Regions from separate parts of the Mus musculus genome. Here regions 2, 3 and 4 are each linked to region 1. A link is a contact called in public HiCAR-type and promoter capture Hi-C data. All regions are on one chromosome and are shown on one strand. The core of a region is the stretch at or near the end of the contact, and the rest is flanking DNA. Distances in the headings are between cores, read along the strand shown. Region 1 holds the start of Snx13 (sorting nexin 13). Region 2 holds the start of Ccdc71l (coiled-coil domain containing 71 like). Region 3 holds the start of Sypl (synaptophysin-like protein). Region 4 overlaps Gm40874 (a long non-coding RNA gene).

Region 1 (3,678 bases), core at 391-2,890:
TGTATTAGCACACTAGTTTCCTGTGAAAAGATCAAAACTCTAATAAGTTTTATCAAAAAGATATTTCATGCTAATATATTATAGACACCACTGAAAAGTTACTAATACTGATGTAAGAGCAGCTGCTCACTTAAGTATCAGAGTAAAATAAACTTGGGATGCTACTTGCTTTTTAAATCCACAACTAAGGACAATGTATAACCATAGTCTGTGACAATGTAAGTAACTTCGGAAATATGTAGAATTAGGAAACGTAAAGTGAACGTCTAACTCCTAGAAATGTGTAGTTCCTAAGTTAACAATCAACCAATAGGGGTTTCCCAGGCACGTCGTGTTTGCCAGAATCTGGGCACAGATGAAAACAGATACTAAGGTACAAGGCACTTAGTTAGACGAGTTCCCAAAACTTGGAGAACCCAGTGTGTCCTATTGTGCCATCGCTTTTCACACAGTAAAATCCACTTGTTTCCAATGTTTCCATTTCAAAATGTCCTTTTTGGCCCGTGTAGGACTGCTTCCCAGTGACCATCAACGTGGTTTAGTACCCTCACATCAGCTCCCAAAGATGTTCAAACCGGTCCCTGACATTAGGATCCTCACAGAACCTTAAGGGAGCAGCCTCTGGGATTTTATCCAATCTACAAGCGTCAGACATCCAACACCTGCAATAGACCATTCGCCCAGCTATGTCACCTCTGGTCACTAAACTAGCTGCACCGATTAAGTTCTTCCCCCTAAAGTACTGCTAGTGCAGGCAAACTCTACTTCTTCAAACGTCTGGTTTTTGCACTGGACAGTGGGCACTAAGGAAGGGGAAACTGATTGGTTCGTCGTTGCTGCCCTACTTCCATTTCAGGTCAAATGAGAAAAACTGTTCCCACAGAGAGAAGCAAGGGGGCCATCCGCGGGTCAGGAAGGTGGATGCCAAACTGAACTTTGGGATCAGGGACTGAAGGAACGTGACGGGATGTGGGGGCAGGGGAGGAGGGCGCGAGGCCAGCGAGTGTGGCTGGAGGAACCTGGCTCACTTCGCGGAGCAGCCAATGTAGGGCTCAGGCCGGCTGCCACCGCCAGGAGGTTGACCCGACCCAGCCGGGAGGGGAAGGGCCCTGCAAGCCGGGGACACCGACAAGGGCCAGCACCGGGACGCGGGGACCACGACCGCCTCGGGGCAGGCGGAGCGGACTCCAGGAAGGAGCGACAGCTCGGGCGAAGGGGAGCGGCGGCAGGAGGAGGTGGAACTCTGCCGAGTCAGCACCGCGCCCACTCGGTGGCACTTGTGGGAACCCGGCGGCTGCCAGCCCGGCCGGCCGGGCCTCGGCTCCGGTCGGGCCCAGCGCCGGGAGCGGCGTCGGTGACGGGCGGGCTGGCGCCGGCCGCTCACCCGCCTCTCAGGTAAACAGTGGGCGCCGCTTACCTCTGTTAACATCATTACACCCCGGGGGAGTGAGGTCCTCCCTAGCCTCGCCGCATGGCAATAGCCGTAGCAGCAGCGGAAACTGCCCGGGCCGCCGCCAACGGCGGCAACTGCTGCTTCAGTCCTGTCCCGGGCGGCGGCTTTACTCGGCTTCGCTGGCTTCCCCCCGGCCCGGCTGCTCGCGACGGACGCGCCGCCATCTTGGAAGAGCGACGTCCGCGTCTCCCCGCGACGTGCGCTCCCATTGGCTGGCGCGCCGGGCGCGAGCGTCTTGTGACTGTCTCCATGGCGCCGGCGCGCGCAGGGTCGGCGGCGGGGGCTGGGCCGCGCGCGACCCGGGACCTCCTCTGCGGGCTGGATCCCGGGCCACCGTGGTGGCGGGTTTGCGGGCTGGTGGCGCAGCGGAGGCTGGGTGCCGGCGGAGAAACTGGCATCTCGCGTCTCCCCGACCCTGTGGAGCCCGTAGAGTGCTCGGGACACTCGGCTGCGGTCCCCTCCGCAGCGCGGTGACCTGAAACTGCCGCCCGCGCCGCGCCTCATTCCGAAACTTCGGCCGAAACTTGCCTCTGTTGCTCCCAGCGCTCAGTAAGTCCTGTGCTGGGTGCGCGACAGGTTGTAGACGCGATCAGGGCAGATCGCCTTCACCCCGATCCTGGCAGAGTTAAGGGCTACTGCTTTGCTGATTGGCCAGAACCTGCTCAAGCCTGAAGGCTTAGTGTTTCTTTCATAGTCTTAAAAATCAAGCAGCTTTTGCCCGGTAGCTGTAGTCTCTATGGCTTTATTGGGAATTCAAAAAAAAAAAATATATATATATATATATGTTTATATATCACAGTGAACGCATTTCAGCATGTGTCTCTGTAAGTAGTTACGAATAAAATGAGACTGAACTCCGAAGTTCTGTGGCTAGAACTGCTGATACCGTGACAACTATCTCGGTCCACTTCTACAGGAATGACAGTAAAAATCACTCGCTTCTTCCTGAATTGCCCGTGAAGTAGTTTTCTTTTCATGCCTCTGCTGTTACAAACCAATTTACAGTGAAACTGAGAAGTGTTTGGGCTTGAAAAATAAAACACTTGTATCTCATTCTTACCGGGAAAAAAAAAAAAGAAGAAGAAAAAGTTTATAAAAGAAATTGTGGAAAACTAAAGCCAGTAGTTACTTCCTTTGTGATGGAATCTGCACTTAACAATGGTACTATTGTGCTAAATGTAATTTAAGGAGGTACTCATTCTCACCACAGTGAATAAAGCAAGTGCATTACAAACCCTGTGTTATCTCTATTCTGTTCTGTCCCCCAAAATAAAATTTCATTTAAGATGTCATACAGACTTTGAAGAAAAGCCCCGACTGCTCCATTCAGTGAGTTTATAGCAAAGTTGGGTTTTTTTGTTTGTTTTTTACTGGGCAACTTATATATATATAATTTTTCTGTTACTGGAACAAGTGCATTCTAACGTCTGCAATACAACCAAATATAATTGAAGCACTGGCAGATTAATCTATAAATAGGAAACAAGATTGGAAAATGCAAACTGTGTTAATACTGAGAGAAACCAAGAGAAGAGACAACAAGGAACCTGAAAGAAGATACTGTTCCATCCTGTAAATAAGAATGCAGAAGGTTCATTAATGTTTAAAATACCGACTATTGAATTAAAACTGTAATTTAGGTGGCTTCCCTGGGTATTCTGTTCCACTTTTTCCATCAATTTCCTTTTGTATAAGATGTTTTCCCTTTTTTAAAGGTGACAAACTAGGAGCCCTAGCTGAACATGCTCAGAGCCCAACATTAAATCCCCAGGACCACTTAAGTCAGGTGTAGCAACAAATGCCTGTGATCCCAGCACTTGGGCTGTGATGCCTGGAGAGTTAGAAATACAAGGTTACTGTCAGGTTAGAAATAAGTAAGCAAAGCCAGTTCAAGGCCATCCGTAGCTAAGGGAGACCCTTGTGAAAGCAGAATGGATTTGCACACAAACCTGTGCTGTGACATGGGTGTGCCTTAAGCATTCAGAACGTTGTAAGCCTGGGAACAAAGCAAGATTCCTAGTCCTTCCGATCAGATTTCCCAGCCAGAATCTTTGAGTATGACCTAAAAAAAATCCTGTGCTGATTGTCTGCCCACACACACCTCTTCCAACACCCCACACAAGTTATTTCAACTACACAGTTTGTTCTAACAACTCAGGCCCACTCCCTGCTCCTGTAATAACTGGACATCCCACTGTCCTGTGACAGTAATTAGCACAGCTAGA
Region 2 (3,678 bases), core at 299-2,798, 2.7 Mb after region 1:
ATATAAAACTTTATATATAAACACCTTAACCTTTTATTTTAAAGTTGTACTTTGCATCTCTTGTTAATCACTGAGCTCATGAAATTCAAAGCCATACAAATCCTTACATTAACAGTCATAAGCTTGAAACTCTTAAAAGACGACCTTGATCAAAGCTTTGGAATCCAGTAAAAATTAGAAAACGAGTGGCCTTCAGAATACCCTGAGCGTACACCAGCACTTCACCAGGAAACATAGTCGATCTTCTGTCCAGAAAGTGGGGCTGACAGTCAAAAAGAAAACAGAAGGGGAATCAGGAGCAAGTAAAATTCTGGCTGTATTACACAAGCACGAAAACAAAATTCCTTTGGAGAAAAAAATTTGTAAGTCTTCGGAGGTCTTCCAGACCGGTGAGGTAGAGTCCGAGAGGGAGAAAACGCACGTGTCCCTCCAGGTTCTGGAGACGTCTCCATCCGGGTTGGGAAGCAAAGGGACTTCTGTCGCGGGTCCGGCCGTCCCGTCTGGCCGCGGGCGTGGGGGCCGCACCTGTCCCGATCCTGGACCGCGGCGCCGCACCGCATCCAGGGGCCTAGTTCGCGCATAAAGTGCACCAAAGGGGGCCGGTTCTGTAAACATTCGACTGACATTGACATAAGTCCGTTCCAGCGCGCGGAAGCTTCCCCGGGCGGCGGCCGGCAGGAGGCGCCGCAGCGCGCATCACAGCCGGTGCACCGGGAAGCGGCGCAGCCTCACCACCGGGTCCAGGTCCACTCGCAGCACTTGGCTCGCCCTGCGCCGCGCCACCGCCAGGCTGCGCTCGCCCCACACGTCGTCGCCGACGCGGATGGTCGGGAAGCTGGTCAGCGTCGGGGTGGCCGCCCTCCAGATCTCCTCCAGGGTGCGGCCCCCGAAGCTGGATGCGGGAGGCCCGGGCTCCGCGGCCGCAGCGGCGGGGCGCGGCCTACGGGTGTCCGCGGCAGCCCGAGCTCCACGGCGCCTCCTCCTGGGCGTTGCGCGCGGGCGCGGCCGGCGCGCGGGGCGGCTGTCGGGCGCCGGGGGGTCGGGCACCAGTGCCCGGCACGAGGAGTAGCCGTAGACGTCCTTGCTGCGCAGGATGTGCGGGGAGAACTGGTGCTTGAGGCTGCAGAGGAAGCTCCAGAGCTCCGCTTCCGAGCTCATGAACTCCGTGCTGCTGGGCATGAAGAGCTTGAAGGCGTCGCCCAGCGCCTCCGTGCTTCCGGCCAGCGACAGTTGCGACCGCGAGTACACCACCTTCTCCTCCAGCGCCTCCAGCCCGGCCCCTCCTTCCGCTCCGTAGCCGCCGCCCCAGGCAGCCCGGGGCCGGCGCCGCCGCCTCTTCACGCCGCGTCGCATCAGAGGCCGCTCGGGACCGCCCGCCGTCCCTGTCCGCGCCCGGCTCGGCGGCGCTCGCCTGTGCTGGCGCCTTCCGCCCGGCGCTGCTAGCCTGTGCTGGCGCCTTCCGCCCGGCGCCGCTCGCTACTTTTCTCGCCTCGCCGCCCCTCCCCCTCGGGGCGGAGGACGCGCTGGTTGTCCTGTGGCCGGGCTAAAGATGGCGGCAGCGGCGGGCGCCCACCCCGGGGCTTTGTCATTGGACGGCGCCCGCCCCCTCCCCTGGCTTCTCTTTCTTCTCTTCTCTTGCCTCCTTTCGCCCTCAGCCTTTCTTTAAATGGGCCCGCCTTAGTCCCCGCCTCCCACGGCCTCAGCTCCTCCCATTGGGTGCTCTCCGAGTGAGGGGCGGGGACTGATGGGGGAGAGGCCAGTTCGTGGAACATGGTGGCTGTGGTGGGTGATGGTGAGGCCCTGGAAGGCCAGTCAACCATTGGGTGGATCCATGAGGGTTGCCCTGTCAAGAGAAGGAAGTGGGTGGGTGTGAGTGCCATGTTTGGGGGTGTCGTGGGTGATTGTGTTCAGCTGTGGGTTGAGCTGGGGAAGTCTACCAGTCTGAATAATGAGAGAGAACCCCAAGACTTGATAGTATAACAGCTGAGAGAGTTGGGTATAAACTAGAAGGGATGGGCATTTCATGAATCCCTTCTAAAGTCTCAAATCCTGCTTTGGCATCTTCATATGCTTTGCCTCTCTTGACCCCATCTTTTAAGAAAACTAAAAGTTCAGGCATTGATGACAGCTTCCTTCTGGGCAATGGAACCATCTTGGCACATTTAGGAGGTACAGGTCACTGGGAAAGAAAAGAGTTAATACTGTATGAACTAAAAAGTCTGCTCAAGTTGGACAAACAGCAATGGCAGCAAAGCTGTTCTGCTGAAAGAAAACATTTTTTTTAAATCAGAGTGCTATTCCACATTTCAGTTGGTATTAAATTGCCATTCGCAGCACCATCTCTATCCTTGATGTAGTATTCCACGTAATCAATAAGATTCTTTGAGAAGAATACATCCTTAAGAATGAATCACCTTTTGTATTTGGGAAGACAGTAGTAGACATCCTTTTTGTCAATTCCTCTATTCACTCTCAACTCGCTGCCTATTCACATAATAGGCGTTGAATGCATACCAAATGGATGTATGAAATAGCACTGCCTGTTTGAAATGGAGTGCAGCACTGAAATTGCTTAGAACAAGGTAATTATATATTTTGCATTTATATTGCAATTTTCTTTGAAGTCCTTTAAACTTCATTATTCCCCTTGCTGGGGATAGAACCCAGAGCTTCACACATATGAAGACTGCACCCTACTAGTGATCTATACCCTCCAGCCCCTAAGATTTCTGTAAAATAAGGTTTTTTTTTTTTAAATCTATGTCCTGGTGCTAGAATTTTCTTCAGTAAGTATCTTATTTTGCAGCACACAATGAATGCAATGCCAAATTTTTGTGATCTGCATACAGTTAAAATAGTTCCTTTAAATATTTGAGCTGAGACACACCTGGTTCAGTCTTCTTGTCGCACAGATGAGGGCAGTTTAGACCCACAGGAGTTTATTAAGACAGCTTGCTAACAGCAGGGTTGCTGCTATAGAGCTTTATGTCCCTAATCTAGAGATCTTTATATTTCACTGCTGGTTCTTCCACACTGTGTTGTGCTAACTAAATAGAAATGCTTTATGCATGTTCAGTGGCATGACCAAAAGACATAGCTGTATACCCCTGATCGTACTTCTCACCCACAACTAGGAAATTTTAATCTGTCCTGTACTGGACACGGATAATATTTTGTTTGAACCATATAACATTTTATTTAGTTTTAATAAAAGCTAAAAAAAAAAAAAGAATAAAAGAGAGAAACTTGCTTTCCTATACTAAAGTGCACACTCTACACAGTAGGCTGATGGCAAAAATAAAAACGGTGACCATGAATCAGTTTTCCATGTACCAAAATGATGGCAGCCTTATAAAGAGAAAATCGTTTTCCTAGAAAAGCATACTTCCTCTCAGAACAAGATTACATAGACAATCACTAGCTTCCTGTCTCCTCATGAAGGAATTACGTTGCAACCACTGTATTCATAGCTAGTTCTCTTGGTAATTCTGAGAACACATAATGTGAAATTTGAATAATTTCTGTCAGAATACAATAGAATATCAATTTCTGTGTAGATGGACCCAGGCAATCTCACCGTAAGCTAGAAGACTATGGAGGGAGGGCTTCATCATGAGAGAAAAGAATAAATTAGAACACAGTCTAAGTTCACATGTTGCCATGCTCACCCTTCCATGT
Region 3 (3,678 bases), core at 807-3,306, 2.1 Mb after region 1:
TTCTGCCACAGACAATAAGGCCATCACCAACCCAAGTCACAAATAGAATCATCATCATAAAACAGTTTAATTTCTAGTCATCTCCATCCTTACTACAATTAATTTTAGGTACGAATAATTTCTAAAGCAGCAGGTTTCTCTCCACGTTGGGCTATTTTTATACTGTTAACAACTAAAATTTTCTAAACAGGCAAATCCAAGGATTGACTCGGAATCTGAGCTTAACTGGAAACTACCTAAATACGACCTGATATTCTATAGCTTGTACACATAGGACCAGTTTTTCATGACTACCCTCAGAAGGAACAAGGGCTTTGAACTTGTTATAATCATTTAGAACCATACTTTTGCCCAGTATGTTCATCCAAGCAAAAACCTACTTACATAGGCTGCTTCAACTTTTCCTCCCACTAACAGGACTCTATTTGCCTAGAAAGCCAATCCCTAGCTCACTAGTACTCACTCTTCAAATATTCTTCCATCTATAAAGTCTTCCCCAATGATGCTTTCCTGTCTAACCTACTACTTTACAAGTATCTCTAACACACAATTTACCATATGGCATTTTTATAGTCTCCATTACATCCTTGAATGATCATGAGAAAAAGAGTTTGATTCACATCTGTAAGCTGGCATTTAGCACAGTGCTGGTATATGCTACCTACTCAAATATTTGTTGGGTAAATACTCACTACACCATTAACACTCTATAGTCTTACTACAAACTTACTGCCTGTGTAATAAAAGGTTTTCAAACTCAAAGTATTATTTTAAGAAACTTAAAGATAATTTCAGCACACAACAAAATTACTCCTACTTTAAAATATTCAAGAAAAGATATAAGCTGCCTCTTACTTAAGTGAAAATCTAAATTATTAAACTGAATTGTAACATTCAATGAGACTAAATGTAAGGTTCATTCTTAACACACATTTCTTTGATTTCTCCCCTATGACTTTTGGAATTAAAATAACAACCTTCTTCTAAACTTAGGGTTGCACAGAAAGTCACGTGTCTTTTGCCAGTTGCAAGAGCAGCATTTCAGTTTTCACAAAATTGAAGGCATAAAGTGTAAATACAAAAATCAGAGCGAGCAGTCATCAGTCATCGGAGAACTTCAAGCTCTTCGTTAAAACACACGCACGAAACCGGAGAGTTCTTATTTTTCACCCTCAACATGAACTGTGAAGGAATTAAACGTTATCGGCTACGAAACACTACCTGACTGCACACGGGGCAAATAAATGCCAAGTGCTTACATTAACTCTTCAAGTCAGCACCCAACTATAGTGGGCCGCTAAGTTTGAAGGAAAATCGCAGAGCTTGATAAACTAGCTGCACGTGACAAGGTCTAACTTGTAAGTCTCCTTTGATGTTAATGATTGCTTGGCAGGAAAGGGCAGAAAGCTGACTTTCCAAGCAGGATGTTGCTATAAACAATCTCGACGTCCAGGCCAGGCGTTAAATGGGCCGACAATTTAATGCGTCGGGGCAAGGGCTTTGCCTCGGCTTCTCTGACACACACTATTTTTAACAGGAGCCCATACCCGCCGCCAGCGAAGGGCGCAACCCAGGTCTAGCCTCGCCCGCGGAAGCCGCGGGCCTCCGGGCGGTCGGTATCAGTTGGACCGCAGCAGGAAATCCTGTCTTCCTTTGCGGATGGCAGTGGAGCCTGAGAAAAAAAAGCGAGCGAGCTTCCACGCCTCCGCGGCTAGGGGCGGCCGGGAGAAGCCGCCCACACCGGCGACTCGACTCGACGCCGGCCGCCATCTCCGCCCCGCGGCCTTCGAGCGTGGGGGACTCCCTCACGACCGCGTCCCCGCCTCCCGGCAAGGCGCCCCGCGCTGGACCGGGCGAGGTCGGCGTCGCAAGCTGCACTCACCCACTCGAGGATCTTGATGAAGCCGAGCGGCTCCTTGAGCGGGTTGAGGTTGATCTGGAAGGCGGACATCCTCTGAGGGAAAGGAGGGAAGAGAGTCAGGACGCGGGGCGGAGGAGGGGAGCGGCGAGACCGGAGCGACTCCGCGGCGAGAGCGGGAGGCGGAGCCGGCGGGGCTGGGGGCGGGGCCGGAGGGGTGGGGACGAAGGGGCATCGGGGCGGGACGGCCTGGCCTTTAAGGCGGGGCCGGGCGGCCGTTGAGTCCGCGCCCAGGAGACAGAGAGGGCGAGCCGAGACCAGGCCGAGGAGGGACTGGGAAGGGCTGGCTCCTCCCCCGGCCGCACCTGACTCAGCCGGCTGAACCGCTGACGAACCATGTTGGCTTTGGAAGCCATGCGTGTGCCGCGCCCCCTTCCCCAAAGCCTAGCTCTGTCTCTAACGCGCACGCGCGCTCCCTAGGCCCCAGACTCTTTTCCGGCCTTTGCGAGCGCGCGACGGGGGTGGGTGGGGTCGGGGGACAGCTGCGCCTGCGCAGCACGGCCCTCCACCTCGGTGGCGTTCTGGTTGCTATGCCCTTTTGTGGCTGTGACTGCCCGCCCTCACAACGGCCCGTTTTCTTCCCAGTGCTCTGAACTTTTGGGCAAATGTGTCAAGTGTGTACACAGACAAAGCCTCACTTCAAAGCTCGTGTTCAGGGCCCTTAAAGTCATAGTTATTGCAAAACTGCGGCCGTCTGGCGAACCTGCCTTATGTAAGGGTGCTTGAACGTATGATTCACCAAACATTTCCGCAGACATCGCAAAGTTGTTGGAGCCAGAGTAGGAGAAAGACCACCCATTTGAGATCATGGCTTGACAGGTCTCACAGGACAACTCATCTCTCCACCTCTATCCCCGTTTGGCGAGGCCTGTATTTCGTGCCGTTTTTTTTTGGGGGGGGGCGGGGGAGTGGGGGGGGGTCAAGTTAACTCATCTTTCATGATTTGTCTTAGGGAACACTCCCTCCTGCCACCAGAATGGGACCAATCTAGACATCTCTTCTCTGGCTTCCTTGTGCCTGGCCTTTTTTGGAGGGTTGGGATAGTGGCCTGTCTTCATGCATGGTGAGATAACACCAACATCGAAGGAAGATCTTTGCCACAGAGGATCCTAGTTCCAGCTCCCAGGTACTTATTTATATTTCCTAAATGTCAGTGGAGTATTCCATTAGAACTGACCACTACCCATGAACAGTTACTACCAAGCTAACACTTCCTCCTTCCTTCACTCTTATTTCCGTGTATTCCACTCAGCATTTCTCTTTAAGTCTTAAAAAAAAAAAGTTATTTTCTGCTGAGACCTGTTGGATAGGAACCCACAAGTAAATCACTTAGCTGTGCTTCAAAGGAAAAAGTATTCAAAGTAGAATTATACAAAATAGCCAAAAATATATTCAATGTAATTTCAAAATGAAATAGATGCTAACAGGATGGGATAATGCTCATCTTGCAACTTTATAGAGCTGAGAGGTCTGAAACAATTTGTACTCCCATGGTTTGTTCCTGTAGTCCTGTCACCAGGCAGCTGGCTGAGGTTTGCTTGACTGCACAGTTGGATAGGAATTGTGGGAAGGATAGGCAGGGGAAGCAAGTGAGGAGCTGGTCTCTTGTAGCCTTCATTTCTGTCAGGCAGCAGTGAGTGGTGGCTGAATCCCGACAGAAGCAGCAGCAAGTGGCACCCTCTAGTGTTGCAGCCCTCATAACTCAACCTTACAAATGTTCCGGTTTGTAAGTCTAGAACACTGGGGTTCCTCAACCCTTG
Region 4 (3,678 bases), core at 863-3,362, 2.0 Mb after region 1:
GTCCAGAGGTTAAAAGCACCTGTTGCTCTTGCAAAGGACCAGGGTTTGGTTCCCAGCACCCATCTGACCACTTGCAACCATCTGTAACTTTAGTTCCTGATGCCCTCTTCTGGCCTCCACAGGCGCGCACCGCACACACACACACACACACACACACACACACCCCTAAATAAAATAACTCTCTAAAGGAGTGTCACAAAAGAAGCTCTGTGTGTGTGTGTGTGTGTGTGTGTGTGTGTGTGTATGCGTAAGTATGTATGCACGTGGGTATGTGTTCATATGTGATTATGTGTGTGTGTGGTTGTGTGTGCATGTTTGTATGCAAGTGCATGTGAACATCAGAGGACACACTTGGGTGTTGTTCCTCACTTACCAATCCCCTAGTTTTTTTGAGACACGGTCTCTTTGAAGACTGAAAGTTGCTGAGTAAGCTGGTCTGTCTGCCCTGCAAGCCCAGGCATCCACCTAGTTCCCACCCCCCACACCTCACTCCACACTTCCCCCCAGTGCACACACTACCATATCTGGCTTTTTACGTGGGTTTGGGGAATTGTACTCAGTCCCAGTGTTTGCAAGGCAAGCAGTTTACTGACTTATCTCCCAAGGTGACCTGTCTCCACAATGGAGAAGACATGGCTGATTAAAGGAGTGGACTCTGCTATTGCCTGATGCCCTTGATTAAAAAGCCAAGTCTGCCATGGGTAGGGTAGGGTAGGGAAGGATAGGGTAGGGTAGGGCCTGTTTCCTCCCAAGTAAAAGGGAGATATGGATAATAACGCACCTGTACATCCAAGTGACTCTATGCATGAGACGTACTTAGAAATTAGCCTCCATTTTCCTCTGGCTGAGGGTATTTCCCAGGGAAGCGTCTGACCTTCCTGGAGACCTCTGGGGCCGCCTGCACTCTGGAACCCTCCCCACAGAGTATGACAGAGAGACCATGTCTGGACACCTTGGACTCATACTCCAGCTCCATTTTTCTGCCAATAGACACCTCTGGTCAAGCATCAACTGGTTCCAAAGAAAGCAGCCAAGGAAACAGCTGGCTCTGGAGTCAACCTGAACATGGGCCACTAATGGAGTACAAACTGCATTAAGCACGGATTGGCAGAAGTGGCAAGCTTTTCTGCTGGATGTCACCGGGCTACTGTAAGCATAGTGACTTGAAGTCACTATACTTCCAATTCATGGAGTGGCATGGAGAGCTCCCGCCCCCACCTCAGCCTGGTTACATTGCTCTAAGAAAATGACTCATCAAAACAGGCTGGGCATCCAGACTCCCGGAGAACCAATCCACAGATCAGTCAGCCTCCGGTTAGCTCGGTGATTGATCTAAGAGGCTGGCAAATGTGCTAAGATCAATATCTGGAAGGTGACAGCCTGGCAGATCCAGGGCTTGGGAACTTCGCTGGGAACGTTGGTGTGAATGTGTTTTGCAGGCTGCCAGACTGCACAGAGCCCACCTAACCCTGTAGCTTGAGCAGAATTTCGAGAGAAAACTCTCTCTGGAATGCTCAACCTCTGATGGGATTTGAGGTCACCGGCCTCACTCCTTGTTACATAGACAAGGAAAATTAGTGAAGACTGTATCAGCGCACTAATTATCAACAGTTCCAGGACCAAGGTCTGTGACTATCTATCTTAGTTAGGGTTTCTATTGCTATGATGAGACACAAAACACCAAAAACAACTTGGGAAGGAAAGGGCTATTGCCTTATACTTTTATCGCATTCATATCAACATTGAAGGAAGTCAGGACAGGAGCTCAAGCAGGGCAGGAACCTGGAACCCTGCCTGATGCAGAGGCCATGGAGGGGTGCTGCTTGCTGGCTTGCTCCTCATGGACTGCTCAGACTGCTGTCTTGTAGAACTCAGAATCATCACCCAGAGATGGTACCACCCACAGTGGGCTGGGCTCTCCCTCATCATCCCTAATTAAGAAAATGCCCTACAGGCCTGCCCACAGCCTGATCTTATGGAAAAAAATTTCTCAACTGAGGCTTCCTCCTCTCTGATGATGTTAGCTTGGAACATGCTGACATAAAGCTAGACAGCACAGGAGTCTGTGTTCTCCCTGCCTGACTAACCACTTCTGAAGCAGTGGAAAGTCTGAGCTTGCCTGGGATTTAAGGCACCAAAAGCCCGGCAGACAGATTTTGCATGCTGCGTGCCTTAACTGTTGTCCTGGCTACCCATGCAGCTTCAGGAATAGGAATTTGTTCTTGAAAGGGGACAAAGCCAGGCTGGGTGACTTTTCTAGCTTTCAGTTGCCCTAAGGAATCTCTTGGAGTCTCTGCAAGTCTAGATTTGAGACTCCAAGTTTGGATGGGAACTCTTCAGCCCTTGGGATGAGTCAACACGGGCTCGGCGCAGCTGAGAGTTCCTTGGCTCAACCGGTGTGTCCAGTGTGCCCAGTATGCCAAAGTGCTGAGTCATGACTGGGGTGGACCTTCAAAGCCTCTGGCTTTAATCTACTAAAGATGGCTGAGCGGTACATGTTCCAGCTTTGGAGTGTTCCTTGTGCCACATGATGTGCAGGGTGACTGTCTGTCCCTGGTCCTGAGCCCAATGCCAGGCCAATGTTCCTAAGAAAGCGGGGGGGGGGGGGGCACTTCATGAAGGAGCAGGCCCTAAAGGGAAGCAGGGGATCTCTCTGAAAGAACGGCTGTCTTGTGCCCACCCCCAGATACTATGCCAGCTGCCTGTGCCTAGAGCTTTCTCTTGGGGTTCCTCTAGGTGGTGGTGGTAGGGCACTGCCAAGAATTAAGTTTAAGGAGACATTGCTCTCTCTCTCTCTCTCACACACACACACACACACACACACACACACACACACACACACACTCATGTCTCAGAAACACATCTGTTCAGCCTACTACAAAAGCTTCCTGGTGAGTTACTTAGCCTCTGTGAAGTCCATACACAAATGAACAGGATGGGAGAGCAGAGGGGTTATAACCCCTCACGGGGCTAGCAAGGCATGAAAAAATGCATGGAGATCTGGGTACCAGATGTTTATATCACCTACATAAAATAAGTAAGACAAAGTGATGAGACAAAACACTAAATCCAAAATTCTATTACAGAGAGCTTGGAGGGACTCTGGAATCTCTCATTTCTTTCTGGGCCTCCACTTGGGAGGTCACTCAGGCTTGGCAGAAGTAGCTGGATAACCATGGAGTTCCCGTAAGTCAGCAGTGACCAAGGCAATTAGTGTATATACAATGGAGACCTTGACTGACTTGGGGACCTCACACCCAGGGGGCCTCTGGTGCTTAGCTTGCTGCTTCCAGAGTTAGGTCAGAGGCAGAGCTGGGAGACAGATGGCCCTCCTGGGACTACCCAGCAAAGAACAGGCATTTCAGAGCTCCTGGGAGCTGTCTGCAGTGCCTGAATGGTGGACCACCAGGGTTCCGGTTGTTTTTGGCAGAAAAGACTGTTATCTTCTTATAGGATGGCAGGTTTCCTTCACCCAAACTTCCCAGTGCCTAGAACTTGTGTAGCATCTCCCCTTGCAGCCAAGTAGATCACCTGTTCCGCAGGTACCAGGAGAACTAACTGTGAGCCCCGCTCATCGAAATCCTGGGAACAGAGGTAGAATAGGAGACGCACGTCTGCTTTGTTTCTTATTCTCCTTTAGTCTTGTGATTTGCCACATACTTCCATCCCACACAACCA

What was found. Promoter capture Hi-C pulls out the DNA fragments that hold promoters and counts their contacts. HiCAR-type assays count read pairs that join an accessible place to other places.
Region 2: a contact with region 1 is called in a promoter capture Hi-C map of liver, with 5 times the contacts expected there. The contact joins the promoter of Ccdc71l here to the promoter of Snx13 in region 1. A contact is called at or near these places in 3 of 39 promoter capture datasets (hippocampal neurons, liver and pre-B cells) and 1 of 9 other capture datasets (liver).
Region 3: a HiCAR-type map of astrocytes shows a contact between it and region 1, with 6 times the contacts expected there. The contact joins the promoter of Sypl here to the promoter of Snx13 in region 1. A contact is called at or near these places in 3 of 39 promoter capture datasets (hippocampal neurons, liver and pre-B cells), 3 of 484 Hi-C or Micro-C datasets (CD4 T cells, CD8 T cells and embryonic stem cells) and 4 of 115 datasets of contacts at active chromatin or transcription factors (acute myeloid leukemia, astrocytes, embryonic forebrain and 1 more).
Region 4: a contact with region 1 is called in a promoter capture Hi-C map of the 3T3-L1 cell line, with 7 times the contacts expected there. The contact joins the enhancer-like site here to the promoter of Snx13 in region 1. A contact is called at or near these places in 4 of 39 promoter capture datasets (the 3T3-L1 cell line, hippocampal neurons, liver and 1 more) and 1 of 115 datasets of contacts at active chromatin or transcription factors (stem cell-derived neural progenitor cells).

The regions. Positions count from the first base shown.
Region 1 is chr12:35,045,151-35,048,828 of GRCm38.p6, reverse strand. Snx13 (sorting nexin 13) reads right to left here and starts at 1,640. Exons shown (of 26, transcript NM_001014973.2): 1 at 1,418-1,640. The coding sequence starts at 1,432.
Region 2 is chr12:32,376,659-32,380,336 of GRCm38.p6, reverse strand. It overlaps Ccdc71l (coiled-coil domain containing 71 like), which reads right to left and starts at 1,548. Exons shown (of 1, transcript NM_001162903.1): 1 at 1-1,548. The coding sequence starts at 1,353. The coding sequence ends at 697.
Region 3 is chr12:32,952,564-32,956,241 of GRCm38.p6, reverse strand. Sypl (synaptophysin-like protein) reads right to left here and starts at 2,056. Exons shown (of 5, transcript NM_198710.3): 1 at 1,883-2,056. The coding sequence starts at 1,951. It overlaps 4933406C10Rik (RIKEN cDNA 4933406C10 gene), which reads left to right and starts at 2,453. Exons shown (of 6, transcript NR_044986.1): 1 at 2,453-2,737; 2 at 2,871-3,044.
Region 4 is chr12:33,018,960-33,022,637 of GRCm38.p6, reverse strand. The region is part of intron 2 of Gm40874 (a long non-coding RNA gene); the gene reads right to left. Among named protein-coding and RNA genes, the nearest start is that of Gm40874, 25 kb to the right of the region's middle. Within about 2 kb of position 2,112, at least 75 of the 459 cell types and tissues checked have an H3K27ac peak or open chromatin away from gene starts, as enhancers often do.